Linked DNA regions of Lactuca sativa: region 1 is linked to region 2. Evidence: chromatin contacts called from public Hi-C data. All regions are on one chromosome and are shown on one strand. Each heading gives the region's core, a stretch centred on a gene start, on an enhancer-like site or on the middle of the called end of the contact. The rest is flanking DNA. Distances are from core to core; before and after follow the strand shown. Region 1 holds the start of LOC128126782 (gamma-gliadin-like). Region 2 holds the start of LOC111887503 (protein LURP-one-related 17).

Region 1 (5,643 bases), core at 1,188-3,687, 370 kb after region 2:
ATACAACTTATGAGGAATCTTGGCATATCATGCTTCATGATTTTTATAACCAATTTGGGAAGAATGATAAGTTTCATATTTAATCCTAATGATAAACACACAAGTGTTCATTGTGTTGACTTGCCTTGGTTGACCAATTCTCTCCAATATTTGAGCATCTCACCATCTTGCTTAATTGCAAGCTTTTTAGAAATTCAAGAATTTTAGTTTTCAAGCAATCACAAAGCGCTCCTTTTACTTTAATTGTACTTAGTTAGTTTTATTACACTAGTTCTATTGGATTGCATTGGTGATTGAATACAACTATTTCCCTGAGGGTCGATACCCCTTTTTACCATTATATTACATTTTATTTGCTAATAAAGGGTGTAATTTTCTTAGTGGACTTGACATCCCACCAATTTTTTGCACCATTGTTGGGGAAATTGGTTATTGTTATTTGATTGGTTATGCCTAGGTCTACAAGAACCGGTCAAGTACTCTACAATACGAACATTGAAAAAGAAGCAAAAAGGTTGAAAAAGTTAGCCAAACAAGCAAAGCAATAAAAACACGTTCAAGCTTCTTCCTCTTCTCCACCAATCAACATAGAAGACCAAGTTCATATTTCAAGTGACACCGAAACCGAGCCGACTTCACCCATTGTTGGTAATTTCTTAGAAGACATTCCGTTTGAAAACTACATAGCCATGGATCACACTCCACATCACAATCCCAACCCAAACCCAAACAATCAAGATGCCAATACCCCACCCCAACAACAACAACAACAACAACACTAAGAACCTCTCATAGATATGCCACCTTGGAATCAACTACCTCCTCACCCAAATCCACCTAGTTATCACCAACCACAACCACAAAACCAAAAATTCCACCAAATCAACCAACCTCAAAATAATGATTTTCAAGTTCAACAACAACAAGCACAACAACAACTAAAACCCAATTACCAACAACCTCCAACGTACCAATACCCAATGTACCTTTGACAACAACCACCTTACAACCAATGTCCTAACTACCAACCTTATCCACCGTAAATGTACAACCACCACCAACACCCATACCAACCATACCAACAACCTCCTAGTTACATGCAACAATATCCTAATAACCCCAATCCACCCATTCCCCTCAAGAGTTGACACTAAGACAAATGATGGAGATGAATGTCACCTACACACCTCTTGGTAGTGTTTATCTCGCAAACTATCGAGGAATTGAATTGAAGTCAAGTTTCATACATCAACTCACCAAGTTCCATGGTTTGGATAGAGAAGATCCTCAAAGGCATTCGAAGTCCTTTCAATAGCATGTTTCCCGAACATGTGACATTGGATGATTTCAAGCCAACTGCATTCCCACCCACCTAGGAAGATAAAGCTAAAGAGTGGTTATTCAACATACCACTAGGATCTATTCACACATGGGAAGATTTACTCAAAGCCTTCAATAGCAAGTTCTATTCTACCTCTCGGATATCAAGTCAAAGAAGTGATATTTTAGGGATTCGTCAAGGGGAGAATAAGACTTTTCATGATTTTTGGGAGCGATTCAAAAACTTGTGTACAAGTTTTCCTCTACAGAACATACCCAAACAATTACTTCTTCAACAATTTTATGAGGGTATGAATGAAAAAGATCGAAGGATGATTGATGCTTCAAGTGGTGGTGACATCTTCAACAAGACACCTCAATAAATAAGATCACTTTTTGGTACCATTTATCAAAATGAAAGAAACATTGGAACTCGAAATGATATGAAGAGAAGTTCCCCATAAGTTGTTGGTGAAGTTAGAAACATCCAATAGTTAGAATCAAAGCTAAAGAGTGGTTATTCAACATACCACTAGGATCTATTCACACATGGGAAGATTTACTCAAAGCCTTCAATAGCAAGTTCTATTCTACCTCTCGGATATCAAGTCAAAGAAGTGATATTTTAGGGATTCGTCAAGGCGAGAATAAGACTTTTCATGATTTTTGGGAGCGATTCAAAAACTTGTGTACAAGTTTTCCTCTACAGAACATACCCAAACAATTACTTCTTCAACAATTTTATGAGGGTATGAATGAAAAAGATCGAAGGATGATTGATGCTTTAAGTGGTGGTGACATCTTCAACAAGACACCTCAATAAATAAGATCACTTTTTGGTACCATTTATCAAAATGAAAGAAACATTGGAACTCGAAATGATATGAAGAGAAGTTCCCCATAAGTTGTTGGTGAAGTTAGAAACATCCAACAGTTAGAATCAAAGCTCTTTGATTTGACTAACGTGTTAAGTCAAATGGTAGTGGGAAATGGTCAAAAATTGATGGTTTGTGGTATTTGTGCAATCGTGGGGCATTATACGGATATGTGTCCCGCACTTAGAAGTGAAACAGAGGATGTTAATGCAATGTGAGGATATCAAGGTCAACCAAGACCCATGGGATTTCAAAACACATACAACCCAAATTGGAGGAATAACCCAAACAACCCATACCCACCAAAGCAAAATCCACAAAATATTATGATGAGACCCCAATATCCACAATATCCTTCCCAAAAACCTCCATATCCACAAACAGCTTATCCCCCTCCAAATTACCAACAACCTCAACAACAAGTCCAATCAAGTGGTAACCATCAAATGAGTCTTCAAGAACTTGTTGCTTCTCTTGCTCAAACCCAAACCCAATTTCAAAAAGAGGCAAAGAACACCTTCTCCAACATTCAAGTACAAACTGGAGACTTGGCCACCACTCTCAACAAGATGGAACAAAGAGGTAAACTTCCATATCAAACCAAGAAGAATCCCAATGTGAGTGAAATAACCTTGAAAAGTGGGAAAACACTTGGAGAAAGCAACCCCAAAAGAGTTTCAAGAGAAGAAGAATATGATGTTATGGTTTTTTAACCTCCTACGGTGGTAGTTCCTCCAAAGGAACCAAATGTTCCAAACATTGATCAACCTGAATCTTCCAACAAGACCATCAAGCTATTGATCATACCTCCATTTTTTCTTTCCTGGTTAGCCCCTTCAAAGAAAAATGAGGAAGAGAAAGAGTTTCTTGAGACTTTCCACAAGGTCTAAATGAACATTCCACTATTGGATGCCTTAAAGAAAATTCCAAGATATGCCAAATTTCTTAAAGATTTGTGCACCAACAAGAGGAAATTCAAGGCGAATGAAAAGGTTCAAGTCAATGCAAATGTGTCGGCGGGTATACAAAAGAAGTTACCTCCCAAATGCAAGGACTCGAGAATGTATGATATCTCTCGCACTATTAGTGATTTGCATGTTAAAAGTGCCGCGTTAGATTTTGGTTCTCAATCAATGTCATGCCATATTTTGTTCTTCAATCTCTAAATGTTGGACCTTTGGAAGAAACTGGAGTAATCATTCAATTAGCGGACAAGTTAAGTGTTTTTCCAAGAGGGGTGTTGGAAGATGTGCTAGTGCAAGTTAATCTACTTTTCTTTCCCACAGACTTCTATGTCATTGAGCTTGAAGAGAAGGCTCCTTCCATGTCATCTATGATCCTACTTGGAAGACCTTTCATAGAGACTGCTCACAAGATCATTGATGTCCATAAAGGGGAGATCACTATGGATTTTGATGGAGAGACCATTGACTTCAACATCTTTGAAGCAATGAGGTACCCTAACAACATTTCTCAATTGTATAGGGTTGATGTGATTGAGACAATAACCCAAGATGTGTTTGATTTATCTCATGGGGATATTTTAAAGATGGTACTCAACATGAGTCTAGATTGTGAGAGTTTGAAGGAGAAGTCAGACATGTATACATTGGGACCCAAAGTTGAAGAGATTGTGAAGATGTTGGAAGTCAACAAGTCAAAAAGAAAGATGTCTCTCAAGTTTCCTTTTCTTATTCACCAAACAATATGCCCCCTTCTATAATGCACCCACACGTACTTGAATTGAAAGTCTTACCTAGCCACTTGAAGTATGATAATCTAGGTAACGACGAGACTCTTCCGGTGATCATCTCCTCTTAATTGAAAGATTATGAAGAGGTCTAATTGGTTAAAGTTTTGAATGATCACAAGAGGCCATGGGGTGGAAAATATCATATATCAAGGGGATAAGACCTAATGTATGCACACATAGGATTCTCATGGAAGATGATTACAAACCTAGGAGAGAGGGTCAAAGAAGATTGAATCTTCTAATGATGGAAGTGGTCAAGAAGGAGATAATGAAAAGGTTCAAACAGTACAAAGACAAGAAAAAGAAGTTTCATGACAAGTACATAACCCAAAAGTACTTTGTTCTAGTTTAAAAAATTCTTCTTTGTCATTTGTGTTTAAAGCTATTCCCGGGAAAATTGCGATCTCAATGGCACACACCTTTTATTGTTATAAAACTGTTTGATCATGTTGAAGTTGAAATCAAGAGTTTAGAAACGAAAAAAATCTTTAAAGTGAATGGACACTGTTTGAAACCATTTTATGAAGGCTTTTACAAGGGAGAGTTCGACAGCGTAACATTGGAAACTATGATTTAAGAAGGTTGAAGGAAGCGGGACTATGTATTGGCAAAGACGTTAAATAAATGCATTGTGAATAAATAATATCCGCTTGAGGTTTGGATGTTTCTAGGCTTGAAGTTAGTAAAAAATATGCATCTTGAGGTTTAGAAATGGTTTTGGTGAAGTATGGAAGAAAACTAGAATTTATTGAGCGAAAAATTGCAAAAAGTGTCAAAAATCTACAATTTGCATGGCTAGGATCCTCACCTGCGCAAAGTTGCACTACCCGCGGCACACCCGTACATATCCGAGCTCAAAATGATCCAAATCGTGGTGCTTTCTAATGTCTGTGTGCGGCCAGTTCCTCACCCGCATAGGTTTTGCGAGACTGATAACCCGCCCTCGCAAGCGATTGCAGGACTGCCTCATATCCTCGTAGATCAGTGCATGACCAAGAACAAATGGCCATTTCCTTTTGTATGACCCACCAGCCTTATAACTCCGACCCATATCTGATTCAGATCCAAACCACCTGGCTCGAGCCAAAACCGACCCACCTTATAACCCCTACCCATCGGATTCATTCCTTAAACCACCCCCTTATGCCTCCTGATGAATACAACTCTACCCCATCATCACCAGCACCGCCGATGACTTCAACTTAACCACCACCACCAGTCGACACATGCTATGACCGCCACCAACTGGTGACCACAACCAGCGCTGCCACAACCTTCAATCGCCGCCACCACCATGTTTATACCCTTTGTCGGAAAATCGGGACACCTCCAAATCTCCGCCAACTTCCATCCAAATTCAAAATTTCTTGGGGCAGTCTTCACCAAACACTTTCGTGTATCCCTATTTGTAGTTAATTTGATGAAAAAAGCTCACTGGAAAACCTTGGTCCGCAATTGGCCGTCGTCCCTCCTTTTGACGAAAAATTTCAGAATTTTTGTTTCTCACCGGAGACTCAAAGACTCAACCTTTTTGGTCAAATTCAAGCTTGGGGTGAGGTTTTGGCAGTTTTCTTTTCGGGTTTCGACACTTGAATATGGTATATTCTTTTTGATTTTATTACATTCAACTTATAATTTTGCTAGACTTATGATATGCATTAGGTTGCTTAGAATTGAATTGCATTGTTTAAAGTT
Region 2 (4,883 bases), core at 1,606-4,105:
GTTAAAAGTAACACAAAATCAATATTTATATTTAATTTTATCAACATGCAAGTCATGGGTAGAGGTTACTGACCCGTGATGATCAATTTAGTATAACAATTATTATTTTATAGTTAACGTCATTAATATAATCATTTTCAACATAATATATTTATCAGAAGTTTTATTACAGACTTTAAGTTGTGCTATCCAATGTTCGCCTAGTTAAGAAATAAGGAAAAAAAATAGGTTAAGGACACATGAAATACTGTAAACTTTTGCACAACCAAAATAAAAAATATTATATTTTTTTTACAGGAGAAATAACATAATAGACATTTTTTTAAAATAAAATTTTAAGGTAATGAACTATCATTTTTGTATATCTTTAACAATTTTTTATACGATTTATCATTAAACTCATCTAAATTTTTCAAAACCTTCCATTTTGATAGGGTATTGCATGATAATGTTTTTTTATATGCGATTTATCATTAAATATTTTGTACACGACTTATGATTATATCGGTCACCTTCTCCGATCTACACCATCTACTCTCATCACCACCATCCACCTCACGCCAACACTATCCGTCTTCTGTAAAAAGCACCATATTTTATCAACATTATAACCACCCATCTCCACCATTCATTGCCATCACCAAGAAGTTAATATAAAATTATGAATGGAGGTGGTTACTTGTGTCGTGTGATTCAAGAAGAAAGTTAAAAGAGAGTGAGAGAGATAGGAACGTGGGGGTAGGGTGGGTTTTGCAAAATATAAGGAAAAGGAGAGGAGCATGGAAAGATGTAAGTAATGGCAGGAGGGATGCTAACGATAGTTAATTGAAGAGGTGAGAACATTTTTATTTAAAAAAAATGAGATGATTGTTCGCATTGCAACATTTTTTAAAAGTAAACATACAAATGCTTTTATCTTTCTTCATTGGAGTTGTGTTAGCCGGATAAGATGATCAAATGACCGGAAAAATGAAGGTGACTAAATATACATACAAAATGGTTTATTGGTAAATTGTGTAAAAAAATGTGAGCTCATTGATGTTTTTAAACATCAAATGTGAGTTTAATAATGTTTTTTGAACATATAAACCGGATACATGTTCATTTTTAATCTACTTACCTACTTAATCATGTTACAAATTGGTGATTTCGACTTAGGTACACAAGTTTCTCCTAAATTACTAGCTTCTCAAACAAAACTAACTTATCATTACTGATAGTAATTTAGATACTCGAGAAATAGTTAAACATACAGTTTACATACCAATACAAAAGATTGGGACATTAGAGACGTCACAACCATGTTTATGAACGGTTCAAACGGAGTTTTACACAATGCTAATACAACATGTGATAACTTACCTAATTAATCATTGCCATTATTATGCAACAATTGATGATAATGTTTAGGTTGGCATGGTTTTTCGATATTTGATTAATGATTAAGCAATAGGTACCGTGTTACAATTCTCATAGGACAGAAAAAGATAGATCACGATATAATTTATACATACGAATTTATACATGAGTTGATCTAGTACCAATAAAATGCGGTATGAGGGGGGTCTCAGTCAAATATGAGACGTACAATATCTTTAACATAGCCTAGATTCTATACCAAATGAAATTCTTGCATGTCCGACAATTTGTAGTTCCTCCAATGAAAAATGTATGGATTCCTCCTCTCAGTCAGATTTGGCACATAACATATATATGTTTTACATAGCTTGATTTTTTTGTTTGCTGTTCTAGATTCGCTACTGATTCAACTTGATTCAACTAGATACCTGGATTTACTAAATCTCACATGTCACACAATATTAATTATATTGTTACAATGGTCAAAGTGACATTTGATCTAATAACAAAACTATACCCATTGCTAAACCAGAATCAAACCCTCCATTTACAACCAACACGAAAACTTCTAGCCCCAAAGAAACACCTTTTGTGGTAGTTTCTTTCCTTCTAATCTCAGCCAATACATTTCTTGATTCATCAAGAACTTTGCATGATCTGTTCACGTATGATCCCTCAATCACATACCCTCCTGTCTTCTCATCATATGGTGTTGGATAAACTTGAGCTAATATCTTTACCTTCGGACGTAGAATATCAACATGTTTTCTTGCACAACATATTGGTTTTTGTTTCTTCGATAATATTTCACCTTCGAATACCTATAAATTCTACACTATCTTTAGTTTCTGGTAATACATATTCCAAAGCATAAGAAATATGTCGACAAGGTAAGGTATATAAAATATATTTCGTATGTAGTTTATGAGCGAACTTAAAGGAAACATAAATGTGGGATCCAAAGAATTGAATGAATTTTTTCAAAGAAAATGTCGTACTTCAATTATAACAAGTAAAATATAGTAACTTTATCTGTAAAAGTAACAGTACCTTGCTACGGGAAACAGTGAACATGGGTTTCCCGGAAGCATCCATGAGAACGACTTCTTGTTGCCGGCGGCAGCCGTAATTATCCACTCTATATACCAAGTCACCGTCGGAGTTTATTACCGTGAACCCACTACAACCTATGAACAATGACTTCCTCCACACCGTTAAACTCGTCGTCCCGCAACCACCATCATCATCGCCGCCGTGGCTTCCATCATCACCACTGCCATTCGATGGTTCTGGATCTTGATATCGCTCTTCATGCACTGTCCTCGACAAAGATTTTAAGAATCGTAGCATGTTTTAATTTCTCTCTATCTCAAGTTCTTTCTCTCGCAAGATTTCTGTTTCTCTCTCCAAAGATTGGGAAGATGAAGAAGAGCAATTGGGGAGATATTTATGATGATGATGGATGAGATTTTGAGGGGCTTTATTGTAATTTTGTGTTCTCCGCGGGGTTGCTGCCACATGATAGTACTACACAACCACGCATGTCACATAATTTGACCAACATTTCATACATACAAATACACTTTATACTGTTACATGACCAATATATTCCACCCTTCTTTATGTGTGCAATTTTATTAAAGTAACTAAAACATATGATACATGTGTTATATATTTGTATCTATTTATATATCTATTATATATTTATATATCTATTATAATATAAGCTTATCATTTTTATTTGTTTGTGAAAAATATTTTTTCTTTCATATTATTAATTTGATTTTTTTGGCTAAAAATGGATTAAGCACCGGGGGCACCCAACCAAACTGCATGAATCTAGTCTTGAAAATAGAACAGGTGCCTGGAATAATGGCACGTTATTAAAATTTTGAACTAATTTTTAGTTAAACATTCAATATAAACCGAGGAAATTGTGTCCAATATGTTTAGAAAGTTACATTGAATTATAGAGATGAGTTATTGTGCCCGTTTTATTAACAAAACAATTTGCATTGGGCTGGTTTTGAAATTTAGAGTTTTTACGTATCCACATAATAAAAATTTGAAAAGTAAGAAAATAACAAATATTAAATATTATACATAAAGGTTTGATTATTTTAATATTACCATACGATTCTATTATGGCATAACATGCGGGTAAAAATTTATTTTGGAAACTCTGGTCAAAACAACAAATACCCAAAGGTTTGATTATTTTAATATATTTCTTAAAATCATACTTTATATTTTTGTGATTAATAATATAGATCTTTTTATAGTGTAGTTTCTTTCTATCCATACATCCATGATCTGTTTGGAATCTGTTAATCCTCTCATATGATGGGTTTTGTTAACACATCAAACGTGTCAAACATAAAGGTAGGGGCATGTTGAGTCTCCATCGATCGCTAATGCGCATTGGGGTCAATAATTACTCTTTTACTAGTTAGTGTCTTATCATGTTTCTTAATAATCTAGAAACTTCTATTACACATTGTTGTTCTTATTATGAAAAAAACGATTAGGCTCAAAAGAATGGACCGTGGTTTTGGTCTCACTTAGTGCCACAGGGGAACCCCCCCCCCCCCCCCCCCCCACCCATGCTCTCTCTCTCTCTCTCTCTCTCTCTCTCTCTCTCTCTCTCTCTCTCTCTAGGTGTGGTAAAGAACCACACTTTGTGTGGTATAAAATTATAAATGATATGATACTTATGTGGCTCCTACATGTCAGAGGAGGGAGTATGGTTTTTGTGACGTCACTCCTTCCAACCTTATATTTTATTAATTTTATTTACATAAATAAAGTTTTCCGTCTTAAATATTTTGGGTTTCTACTTGGTTAGCAAGTATAGAATGATGCACTACTAATGACATAAAACTTTAAGTTAATTATTTATCTATTTTCAAATTAGACTTATCGAGTGTATAACTAATTAACAAGAGACGATTCGTACAAAATATTTTTTTTCTTGAATAAAAATATATATGTTTCAAATTATTATACTATACAACCTTATAAAATATAAATTGTTATATATATATATATATATATATATATATATATATATATATATATATATATATATATATATATATATATATATATATATATATATATATATATATAACAAAACTATGTTAAAAGAATATTAAAAAAGATACAACAATACCTACCTGTTATTTCCGTTGCCAACTTTTTCTAGAAAAGCCTTTTTAATAGTTAATTCATATATTTGTTTTCTAGTGTTAGCATGTGTGTTTCTAAACACAATGAGATATGTGTCATATCCAAGCATCTGCTCTTTTGATTCCTTTTTCTTTTTAATAATTTTGATATAGTTCGAATCAGTGACGTGGTGTTGGTGTTATGATTGTTGGTTTCCTAAGGATCAATTGCTATGATAATGCATATGGATTATGTTTTTTTTATACCTTTGTTTTTTTTTTATGAGAGAAGTTAAGATTTTTCTTATATATATAACTAGTTGTGAGACCTGTATATTATACGGATTGATTAAAACA

Evidence for each region. Hi-C and Micro-C count contacts between places; a contact is called where the count stands out from the background.
Region 1: a Hi-C map of seed shows a contact between it and region 2, with 4 times the contacts expected there. The contact joins the promoter of LOC128126782 here to the promoter of LOC111887503 in region 2. A contact is called at or near these places in 2 of 4 Hi-C or Micro-C datasets (leaf and seed).

Annotation. Positions count from the first base shown.
Region 1 is chr6:45,634,951-45,640,593 of Lsat_Salinas_v11, forward strand. LOC128126782 (gamma-gliadin-like) reads left to right here and starts at 2,438. Exons shown (of 1, transcript XM_052764896.1): 1 at 2,438-2,908. The coding sequence starts at 2,438. The coding sequence ends at 2,908.
Region 2 is chr6:45,269,220-45,274,102 of Lsat_Salinas_v11, forward strand. It overlaps LOC111887503 (protein LURP-one-related 17), which reads right to left and starts at 2,856. Exons shown (of 2, transcript XM_023883672.3): 1 at 2,410-2,856; 2 at 1,476-2,180. The coding sequence starts at 2,709. The coding sequence ends at 1,842.